Linked DNA regions of Mus musculus: region 2 is linked to region 1. Evidence: chromatin contacts called from public Hi-C data. All regions are on one chromosome and are shown on one strand. Each heading gives the region's core, a stretch centred on a gene start, on an enhancer-like site or on the middle of the called end of the contact. The rest is flanking DNA. Distances are from core to core; before and after follow the strand shown. Region 1 overlaps Aff3 (AF4/FMR2 family, member 3). Region 2 overlaps Aff3 (AF4/FMR2 family, member 3).

What was found. Hi-C and Micro-C count contacts between places; a contact is called where the count stands out from the background.
Region 2: a Hi-C map of olfactory sensory neurons shows a contact between it and region 1, with 2.2 times the contacts expected there. The contact joins two enhancer-like sites. A contact is called at or near these places in 4 of 39 promoter capture datasets (the 3T3-L1 cell line, 3T3-L1-derived adipocytes and hippocampal neurons) and 13 of 484 Hi-C or Micro-C datasets (the 3T3-L1 cell line, 3T3-L1-derived adipocytes, brown adipocytes and 8 more).

Annotation. Positions count from the first base shown.
Region 1 is chr1:38,305,438-38,311,180 of GRCm38.p6, reverse strand. All of the region lies in intron 8 of Aff3 (AF4/FMR2 family, member 3), which reads left to right. Among named protein-coding and RNA genes, the nearest start is that of Gm16150, 89 kb to the right of the region's middle. Within about 2 kb of position 2,815, at least 88 of the 459 cell types and tissues checked have an H3K27ac peak or open chromatin away from gene starts, as enhancers often do. A contact at or near this core is called in cerebral cortex and olfactory sensory neurons, where this site is marked.
Region 2 is chr1:38,393,025-38,398,291 of GRCm38.p6, reverse strand. All of the region lies in intron 5 of Aff3 (AF4/FMR2 family, member 3), which reads left to right. Among named protein-coding and RNA genes, the nearest start is that of Gm16150, 180 kb to the right of the region's middle. Within about 2 kb of position 3,566, at least 74 of the 459 cell types and tissues checked have an H3K27ac peak or open chromatin away from gene starts, as enhancers often do. A contact at or near this core is called in cerebral cortex and olfactory sensory neurons, where this site is marked.

The DNA.
Region 1 (5,743 bases), core at 1,566-4,065:
TATTATAAGCTGGACTAAATTGCAGCAACCCATGAAATGTTCCTTCTTCCAAAGGTAATGTATGGAAAATGCCCATTACCAAGCTGGTACCCAATAACTCACCGTTATTGCCATTAGACGAATATTTATGGTGAATAAAAGCCCCAAAACAGCCCAGTCTCTGTGGCCATTCAGAGCTTTATTAGAAGCTTAATTTGTCCTTTAAAACAAGTAGAGAACTTAGAAACAATGAAAGGAATTAAAGACAAACTAGTACAACGTTTTTTAAAAAGGTTTTCCAGTGAGGCCAGGACTAAGAAAAGAAAGATCTGTTATCAGTGTAGTCCATGGGTGATGCCCAGAACAAACCCTTCCCCGAGCCTCCACGGGGCAGGACTGTATGCAAAGGCTTTGCCTCACTTCAGAGAGCATGCATGGCCTGTAGAAGCCAAAGACCAATGCTTCCACGACTTCCCTTACAAACATCTGGCCTGCTGTGGGCATCGCTGACTAGGGAAGAGTCAGTCTGACTGAGCCTGCGTGCCTGTGTGCAGCATGCTGTTGAGCCAGAAGGGGTAGCTTGTTCAAGGATGGCAATTTTCCATGCTCATAGCAGAATTACCTTAAAAATGTTAGGTACGGAGGAAATGATTGTTCAATGTATCAAGAAACGTGTCATTGATACATATGCATATAATAATCGGGTTACACAAACTGGTCAGCTAATAGCATCTGGAAGTTGATCAAAGTCTATTGGAAAATGGTTTCCCCTCAGGGAAAAAAAAAAGAAAAGAAAAGAAAAGAAAAAAGATTTTGTTTTTCACTGAGAAACTTGAAACCATGGTAGTATTTATTTTGGCTGTGGCAATACGTGTGTAAAATGATGAATTATGTCCGATCTTTTAGCTTATTAGGTGTCTGTCCCTGGAGACCTCTTCTCTGTATCTGTGTAAGTGATTCGCCAAGATCCTGTTAGCTAGAAAGCTGAGAAAGCTAACGAAACAGCCCTTGCTGGAAAAGGCTGGCCAGGTCCTGCTTCCCCCACTCTCAAATACCAAGGATGAAAAATAAGTACTCCCAGACCCCCTCAGACATCATACAGAAGCCCAAGGTAGATGCAGGTCTGTGAAGGAATGAGGGGGCATCTCTCAGAGACTGCCATGAGCAGCCTGCGTGCACGGCTTAGTCAACATGGCTGGTGGAGGAGAAAAGATGCCAGGGTTGTTGTCCATTTTGCCCAAGAGGGAGGTCGGGTGTTAGATCACCTTGGTTCAACTCTCCTGTTCATGTAGGAATGCCAATAAGGTTTGCCCTTCTAGAACAAGACTATGTCTTCTGTGATCCTACACCTGGTTGGAGGCTTGACCCAAGGGCTGGTAGAGAAGCCTCTAGCAAAATGGAGGCGTCCATTCCCATGTCCTCTGTTTGATTCTCTAGAGCCTCGTACTTCTCTTCCCTGTTGTTGTTTGCCTCTGCCTATGCAAGGCTGGCCAGCTTGTAAAGACTTGGTTTCCTTAGAAGACTTCCAGGGATTCTCCTGAACCTGCCTCCTATCTCGCACTAGGTGCGCTGAGATTACAGATGTCTGCTCCTGCATCCCGCTTGGCCTGAGTTCTGGGTATTACAGCTTAGCCTCTCACACTTGCACAAGTACTTTATCCATTGGGCCATCTCCCGAGCCCTTGCTCTGCACAGAGCTGGAACAGGATGGGCCTGAACACAGCCCTAAAACCCAACCCCAGGGGACTCAAAAGTATCTTCATCGGACCCACATAGTTTTCAGTTAAAGAATTGAAACCCAGAAGATTGTAGGATAGTCTCACGGGCTTGTGATGGAGCTGCTCGGGCCCTGTTTTACGGTAGGAGGAAGTTTCTAGTGACCCCTAAAAAGACCAGATACACAGCTAGTGATGAGCTTGTGCTTACAGTGGGTGGTCTCTAGAGCTGTGGTTCTCAACCTTCCTACTGCTGTGACCCTTTAATACAGTTCTTCATGCTATGGTGATCCCCCAACCACAAAATTATTTCCATTGCTACTGCATAACTGTAATTTTGCTACTGTTGGGGATCATAATGTAAATATTTGTGTTTTCCGGTGATCTTAAGGGTCCCCCATGAAAGGGTCGTTTGACCAAGAATGGAGTTGCAACCCACAAGTTCTAGAAGAAGGCATGAGCCCTTCCAGTGCACAGAGCCTGTCCTGGCAAACTTCAGTTGCTCTGTGTTCTCAGTGACCTTAGCAGATGCTAACTTCTTTCCCCCTTTTTTTGGAGGAGACCTTTGGCTGTAGAAGGAATCTGTTTCTTGTTACCACATTTACTGACTGTTACCAACAGTAAATATCGTCTGACATTAATGGATTGGTTTTGTTTTCTCCTGGCACAGCCCTGCCTTCCCCACAGCTTCCTCTCCGTGCTTGTTTGTAGGAGCCTCCCCTGCATTCAGAACATTGTATTTACACAGTGCCAAAGTCCTTGTACGAGTAAATAAATTGGTAGAAGAACCCAGCAATGATTGGAACACATTCACTGGGCATTTTGTGCACTTTCTCTTACTGTCTATCACTGTGAGCTGAATGTGTTCTCTCTTCCACACAGTCTAAGATGGGAACCTCTGAAATGCACAGCTGAAGTGGTTACAAACTGAATCCACCCTTGCCCCTTATCACTGGTATCCTATCTGTACACCTGGCACCTGAGATATTTCCCCAGATTAAATACCTGTTCTGTGCCAGGCGCTCAACTGGATACATTGTTGCATTCAGTCCACAGGGCAGTCTGATGAGGTACATTACCACTGTATCACCAAGCACTGAGCAGGCTCCCTGAGGCTTCACAGTTGGCGGCAGCAGCACCAGGAGTCTGGCTGGTTGCCCGGCTCTAAAGCCGCTGACAGGCACTGCTTTAGGTCTGTGGCCTGGCACTGGAGACCTCTGAAGAGAAGAGCAGTCCTTAAGGAAGAAATGCCATTTCTAAACAAAGGGCTGATAGTTCCCTAAAAAGCTCTTTCAGTCTTCATCTCCCACCTACTGACAAGAGAAAGGCCTCTGGAGGGCCTGTGAGGATACAAGGAAAGCCGGGCCCCAGGCCTTAGTGCCTGCCCTGCGGGAGCCTACAGTGTGGGCAGAACTAAGCAGAAGTCTGGAATTCTCCTCCCAGCAAGTGGGTTCCCAGCCTCAGCCCACCTGCTCACCTCAGAGGGCCTCTGCTGCTGGCACAGGCCACCACAGTGAAGCCATGCCTCCCAGATCTCACAGAGAATGTAAAATGCATTGGCCGCTGCAGCTAGGGTTCTGCCATAGAGAATTACCCACTTCCACCTCTAGTCTGACATGGCTGAAGTACATGGTTAGGGCAGATGACTGAAATTTTACACACATGCCTACGTACACTCACCTTTTTAGGTTGTTTTCTTTTTCAATACTTTGCATATTTAAAAAATAAGGACTGTATGGAATTTCAAGCATTCAGGCAATAAAAGCGAGTATTTAGTGACCACAAGTTGGCATACTTATGCTAAGTGCACGGACCAGTTGTGTTATTTAAACGAATGTGAACTGAAGCTGCAAGGGGGGTGAGGTAGCTCAGAATCTTCACAGAGTAGACATAGCACCTCCATTTTATAGAAGAAGAAGTAGTAGCCCAGCGAGCACATGTACACATGCAATAGACAGACCAGTGTTGTTGGATTTTGTTTTGTCGTTTTACTGTCCGTATGCGTGTTTACCAGCATGTATGTCTCGGCACCATGTGCATGCAGTGCCCAGAAAGGCCATAAGAGGGCGTCAGATCTCCTGGAGCTGGAGTAACATGCAGTTGTAAGCCACGGTATGTGTGCTGGAAACCACTGGAAAAGCAGCCTGGGTCCTTATCCACGGAGCCATCCCTAGCCTTCAGGGATTTCGAACGCACTTTGTCCATGGGCACTGGATTACATTAAAAATACAAACGGGAATTGACACCTGAAGTGGTCTCCAGGCATGTCCAGTGGTTTGGATGTGCTCTGTGAGGCTGGATGTCCGGTGTGGCTATACAGAAGTGAGCTAAGGGACATTTAACATAAGAGATGGAGCCTGGCGTAGAGTCTTCAGTTCCTTGGGGTTGCTGGTTTCTTGGGCATTGTAAACCCTGAGCCTGACTCCTGAACCTCTCTGGCTTTTAGTTTTGTGATGTGACTGATTCTTACGTTAGCACCTTCTGCCTCCAGGTCCTCACCAAAGCCAACCCAACACCAGAGCCCTCTAGGAATTGGACCCAAGCCAGCCTCTAAGCGTTGAAAGGTTTTCCAGCTGGGGTATTTCGTTATAGCAACAGAAAGGGAGTAATTTCAGAAAGACGCAGAGCCACTGAGTGATCTCACTTGGAGATTTGTTTGACCCAAAAATTACAAGACTGATTATATCTACTGGATCACTTATATTTAAGGGCATAGAGGACAGAAGGAATATTGGGGTGGTTTTATGTGTGTGTTTGTTTTGAATCTCCAGGAATAAATAGAATATTAGAAGTAAAACAAGAAAAATAGGCAATAATTGAGTAGAAATAATAACCATAAACTTTTGCTTCTTAGACCAATATGATAAAAATTTCAGAAACTATATACTCTGGAAATATTTTTCAAATCAGTAAACATAGAAAATACAGATGGAAAATATTTATAGATTTGAGGAAAAATCATTCATTTGACCACAAGACAAAATTTCTTTTTTTTAAAGCCATCTTCAAAAATGGGGAGTCTTCCCTATCTTGTGCCCCTCGCCCCCCTTTTTAGTGTGCTGAGAAGGTCCCCACCCCAAGAGTGTAGAAATGACATGGGCAAAGCACAGGCATCCATGCGTGAGAGGTTTGTGATTGAGCCAGGATTCGGCCTGGTTTGACTCCTGGAGCCATGCTTTTCAGGACACCTCTGTAGATGACCTGTCCTGGTCACTAGACTTCAGCATATTCGTAAGACGATGAATATTGACATGTCTCTAAATAACCAGAGTTTTTAATCGTCACTGTTACTGATCGTGCCAAGTGCCTCTGAACAAGAACTGAGCAGAGAAGATTCCAAACTGATGCTCAGTGCTTGAATAAATCATCAGCTCAGACCCAGCTTGCATGGCTGGGAGCAGCACTGGGGTCTGTTGTTACCTGGGAGGCATTTGTGCAAATGCTGACCTTGGGTGGTGCTGTGCGAGACCCTAGTGCCTCCGATGGACCCTGCCCATGCCATGCTGCTCTCTGCCCTGGGGAGCTCGCAATCCAGCACGTAGGCCACAGTTAAAATAAAGGGAAGCTGTGGAAAGCTTTCGAGGCCAGGAACATTCAGGAGGAAGGTCTGTAGGAAAGTTCCCCTCCTCTGGGAGGTGTAAATAGATGCCTCTCTTCAACCTCTGAGTAGAGATGCCAGATAAAATACAAGGCACCCAGTTCAATTTGAATTTCAGATAGACAAGGAATAATTTTCAGTGTGTGTTCTGTGCAATATTTAGGGCATACATATGCAAAAAAATATTATTTGTTGTTTACATAAAATTCAAATTTAGTGGGAAATCCCATTAGTTTCACTTACTAATTCTAACACCCTGCAGACATCACATCGAGACTCTTGACTCGAGTGTCTTCAAAGCACTGATGAATAGGAATGAATGATAAGTGGAGAGTGGAAGAGAGGGAGAGAAAGAGACAGAAAGAAAGAATGAAAGCTGGAAAGCTGCCAAGTAAAATAACTAGATTCTGGAGAAGAAGAAGCAAAAAAAAAAAAAAAAAAAAAAAACGAA
Region 2 (5,267 bases), core at 2,317-4,816, 86 kb before region 1:
TAGTTCCCACTTTGCCTTCTCTGCTGCCTGACTTTCGTTCCATACCTGTAAATCAACTTGTACTGAGAAGGTCACGACCCCACACATGCTCATGGGGGGCACAGGGATGATGCTCATGGCAGCACTTGTGGTCAAGTGCGTGTCTGGCATCTCTCCCCACTGTACCCTTTTTTAAGATTCCTCCTGGCTTTCATGTCCTCCCTTCCTCTAGCTATCTGGGATGTTGGTGGCTTTCATTATCTCCTCCTGTTATTCTCGTTGCTGATAGGTGCTGATGTATTCCTTGAACCCTGTTCTGTTTCCTGGATGTCATGCTCACCTGTCCGGCTATCCCCATTCCCACAGGTTTTTAACACCTCTACCTTAACCTTACCTCACATCTCTTAACACCTTTTCCTCCTGGGTGAATATTGTTGTCAAGTGGCTGCTAAAGCTATTGGATCCTTCTCTCCGCCTGCCTCCCTCTCAGTCAGTTCTTCTCCAAACAAGTTTTCATATTCTCATTCTCCCTCCCTCCTCCCCCTTTCTCTCCTTCCCCGCCCCCTCTTATTCCCCCACCTCCTGTCCAGGTCAGAGCACCACCCTTTCCAGCCTAGATTATTCCAGGAGGTTGCCCACTGACCTTTGGCATCTATCCCCTGTCTAACTAGCTCGCCACAGTGTGCACAGAACCAGCTTCCCAAAGCCTACATTTTACCAGCCTCTCCCAAGCTCAGGACAGCCAGATTCCTGGCTGTGATCTGCAATGCCCTGTGTTCTCAGCCCCCGTATGTTGGTCCAGCCATGTTTTCCCAGTCTGCACTTCAAACTTTAATTCCTTCTCTGCAAGACTGTCACCACCTCTGGCTCTACCCCTGGGTCCTGCCTCGATTACTTACCTTCAGGCCACAAATTCAGCTGACTGACTCCTTTTTTTTCCCCTTGATGCAGCATTCTCTCTAGGAACCTTTCTCATTCCCCAGATCCGAGATAGCGGCTCCTAGTCTGTGATCCCAAGAACCTGTGTTCACTTTCTAATACCCGTTACCTGGGAGCCTTTCTTATCTCTCACTGGTCCATCTGCGTTGACGAGCCCATAAGAGATGCTTAATAAATGCTGAGCAAGTGTATAAGGAGGCATGCATGAATGAATGAATGAATGAATGAATGAGTGAATGAATGCTTGTTACTTGTTCCTGATCTTCATACTGTCTTCCAGAACTATAGCAAAAACACTTGAGGTGGTTTTTCCCTTAAAACATTACTTCTCTGGGGACTACCAGCACCGCCGTATCACACACCACATGGTAAACAGAGATGAAAGTTTACTGCCAGTGATTGGTGGTCAGAAGTGGAAGAGAATCTGGCTGTTACTGCAGCACATCAGGAAAGCCTGGGCCTTTTGTATCTGCCGCCTGCGTCTTGATTGTCTTTTATGAGATTGGGTTTTTCATTTTGATAGATAATGAATTTTACAAGTTGGAGAAATCAAGATAATAAGTTTGCAAGGATAATTTGGTTAATTAGCATGTTGCTACTGTAGAATCAAGGGCTGCAAGTCAAAGCGATTTCACTGCTAATGTGGTCTATGCAAAACGTCTCTCAAAAAAATTAAAACATCCACCCAGAGTGATCAGCTCAAGGCTCATATTTAAAACTTGTATTTATTATGAAAACCACACACAGTGTTCTCTGTTACTTTTTTTTTTTCCAAATTGAGGGTTGTGGAATTACATTGATTTGATGCAAATTACCATTGTATGCACACAGATCTCTGAAAAATAATTTCTAACATAGATAATGATAGCTTGACGATAGAAGAGATAGAGACTTGAAAGATGAGAGCATCTATTCTGGGAACTATTATATATTTTAAATAAGGCATCATTCTTTACCTATCTGATCTTACAGATATTTAGCTCATTTGAACTAAAAAAACTTAGAAAGCCAATTTTTTCTGAAATTGGCTTTAAAATATCAAGAACAGAGGGGGCAGAGGATAAACTCATTCCCTGCCTCTGATACAGAAAGCCCTGGGTTTTAAAAAAAAAAAAAAACTTCATTCTTATTATCAGTCTATGACACAACAGTTTAAAACTCTAGGCTTTGGCTACCTGTAAATATTTTCAAGTACAGATTTGTTGCAGATATGAACTCCACACTTGAAATCACCGTGGTATTTCATCCTAATGAGCATGTTTCAGACTACTTACATATGTTTGTCTCCTCTCCAAGTTTAGCTTTTCCATCTCAAGGAATAATTTATATGTGGGGTCATTTCTTTAAATATGCATTTAAAATTCATTTTAACAGTATGTACTTGTAAGAGGACAAAACAGATGGGCTTTTTAAAGTTTAAAGTTAGCAAGAATTGCTGTTGAACACTTGTTTTTAAATGATCAGCTCCTGAGTCCTACCTCAGCCATGTCTCAGAAAACCAAATTAGAGATTAAGGGCCTGGTGAGGCCAAGGCTGACCTCCATGGTCTTCAAATACAGAGCCTCAGAAGAGTGTTGATGCTCACCAGAGGAAAGGGGAAGATGGAGAAAAGAATCCCCAGGCATCGTGTGTTCTGAGAATGATGTAACCCAGAAAAGAAGCCACAACAGGTCCCCTTCCATTAGGGAGAGAGCCCCCCTCCGCTCTGCCAACAGGCTTCATCATCTTGACTTTTTAACTTTTCATTTCCTTGCCTGCTCATTGAAGTCATCACTACATCCTGCCTGACCTGAGCCCCGAACTCGGGAGGGAAAAAGGCGAGATGTAAACGTAGCTGGTTATTGTTGTATGAAAGGAGGAGCCGGCCCATTGTGTGTGAATAAAGAAGAGGTTCCAGGAGTGTGAGAGACAAGTGCTGATGCTGGGGGGTGGGGGTGGAGGTCACGGTAGCCGGAATCATCTAGAAAGATTGTCAGCAGCCCTTGGATGGTAAGATGATTAATCACTTTAGCACAAAAGAACACAAAGGGAGACTTGTTCGGAGTAGGCCGGGGATGGAGCGTCAGCTCCAGGTGCCATGGGGCTCCTCTGTTTAATAAGGTTTTTTTTTTTCAAGTATGTGCCACATCAAAAGCAAAAGCACATGCCTCTACAGGAAACTCAACTAAAGGGCCAGAGAACAAAGTAGTAAGTCAGAAGGAATATTTAAGAAACAAGATTAGCAATCATTTGGGTTTGAAAATCCCTCCACCCAAAGCCTACTGTGTTAGTGTCAGGAAAACTCACAGACCTTCAGAGGACATGTCCTGAACCCTTTACCCATAAACATGAAAGGAAATATCCGAGGCTAAACAAGTTCCATGATTGGAAGTATGCTTCAATTATTCCACTATTCCCTGCAGCCTGGCTTAACATGTGCTGCTGGGGTGTCCTTCACATGAGTTACCCGTGTTCCCTCATTGTAGTGCCCTCCCTGTCTTCCAGGTAGAAAGAGAGAGGTAGAGGCCATAGCACACAGAGCAGAGTTTAAACTGAGGTCTCCCACTGTGCAGCCTGGGGCTCTTTTATACCCTGCAGAGTACAGCCAGTCCTCTGTTCCCACAGGCTCCCCAGGCCTGTGGAGCATAGGAACGAGTCCTGAAAGCAGCTCCACAGTCTGAATGGTGTGCCAAGGCTGTCGCTGAGTGTGTGTGATGTGTGGGTGTGGCCCCTGCAGCCTCCACCTCCTCACAGATCCCAGGCTCTCTCCAGCGATTCAAGTGTGGTGTCCGCTGCCTCGTGCCTCAGTGCTGAGCCATGATGTGAGACCTAGTATGTCCACATCTGTGCTTACATGCTTAGACTTGCTCCATGTCACTAGTCATTGTTCAACACATTGTGTTGGGTATTCTAGTCATCTAGAGATGACATAAACCATATGGGAAGGCATTTGTAGGTTTTGTACAAAAACCGTACCGTGTTACACAAAGGATTTGAGCATTTACAGATCTGCATGCCTTCAGGGGACCAATCCCCAGTGGCTACCCAGGAACAACTGTGTTAAAAAAACAAAACAAAACAAAAACCAATCGCATGTTTTTAAACATCCGACTGACTGTTGCGCAAGTACCTCAAGACCCTTGGATCTAGTCTACCTCACTCCCTTCAGCCTGAAGAAGACACATCATGGCTGCTTTGACTGTTTCTGTTTGTGGAGGGTAGGAGGGGGCTGCTAACTGTTCCTGAAGTATAGGACCGAGGCTTTGGATGTCTAAGCCACCCCATGAAGGAACTGTGCAAGCAGAGAGACACTTTGATAGTCCCTGTGTGTCAGCCTGGAGCATACATAATCAGTTATTTAACAACACACCTCAAAATGCCAGACTTTTTTTTTTCTTTTTTCTTTTTTTTTTTTTTTTTGCAATGGCCTGGGTGGTTACTACTCTCTGGGAGCCCTGTGGTACACGGTAGTCCCCTTGTCACCTCAGGAAGAGCAGCACTGGATCTCAGGGGGAGGAGAAGGCAAAGACCCAGAGTAAGGACCCAGCAGGTGGGACTGCAGTGCAGAAGCCACCGCCCTCCTGGCTGCCAGGGGAAGAGTTTCCAGCTGAGTCTGCCTTAAGCAGTAGCTTACTGAGCATGTGACTTAGAGCCAGTGCAGACTGCAGTGTGGGGCACACTCATTTTCCCAGGGAAAGCCGCTGTTCTCATCCACTGTTGCATATGCCTGGAACGGCTCCTGCTAGATACATTTTCGAACTCACGTGTCCCAGTGAATCAGCATGTCTAACAGCGTGTCTTCATTCATTACATGTGCTTCTGGAGGAGAGCTCTGTAAACCTGTGACTAGAACAAACATTTTATTTTGGAACTGACAGCCGTTAGCTGCCTTCGTTCTTACTGTTGAAATGACGTTTCAGATTTGTTAGAAATGACGCTGACTTGAAATCTCAGTATAGAACATATAGTTCTAGGATATTTGCTAATTTTTTTTTTTTGCTAAAGTATTACTGATTATAGGAAAGACTTAACATTAGTATGAACTTCCCTGAGGAATTTAAATACTTGCTTAGTTTCTTTACAACTTGGCCCTAATTTGTAAGACAAAAGTGTTAAAAAAAAATCTTTTGAAATTGCTTGTCAAACAATAAAACACAAAGAATAGTCTTTCTTGGAGCAGTAGAATGTTCTGAGTCACTTCTTAAAGTGGTTTTGCCACAGTTCAGGTCCATACAGTGAGCGACCACAACAGAAACCAGTGCAGACTGCACCCCCTGGTGGGCCATTTGTTTGATAAGCAGTTGGTTGATAGCTTTTTGTCTCTGAAGGAAGAAGTGGAAGTTTACATGTAGAAAATTCATGTCTTTGTA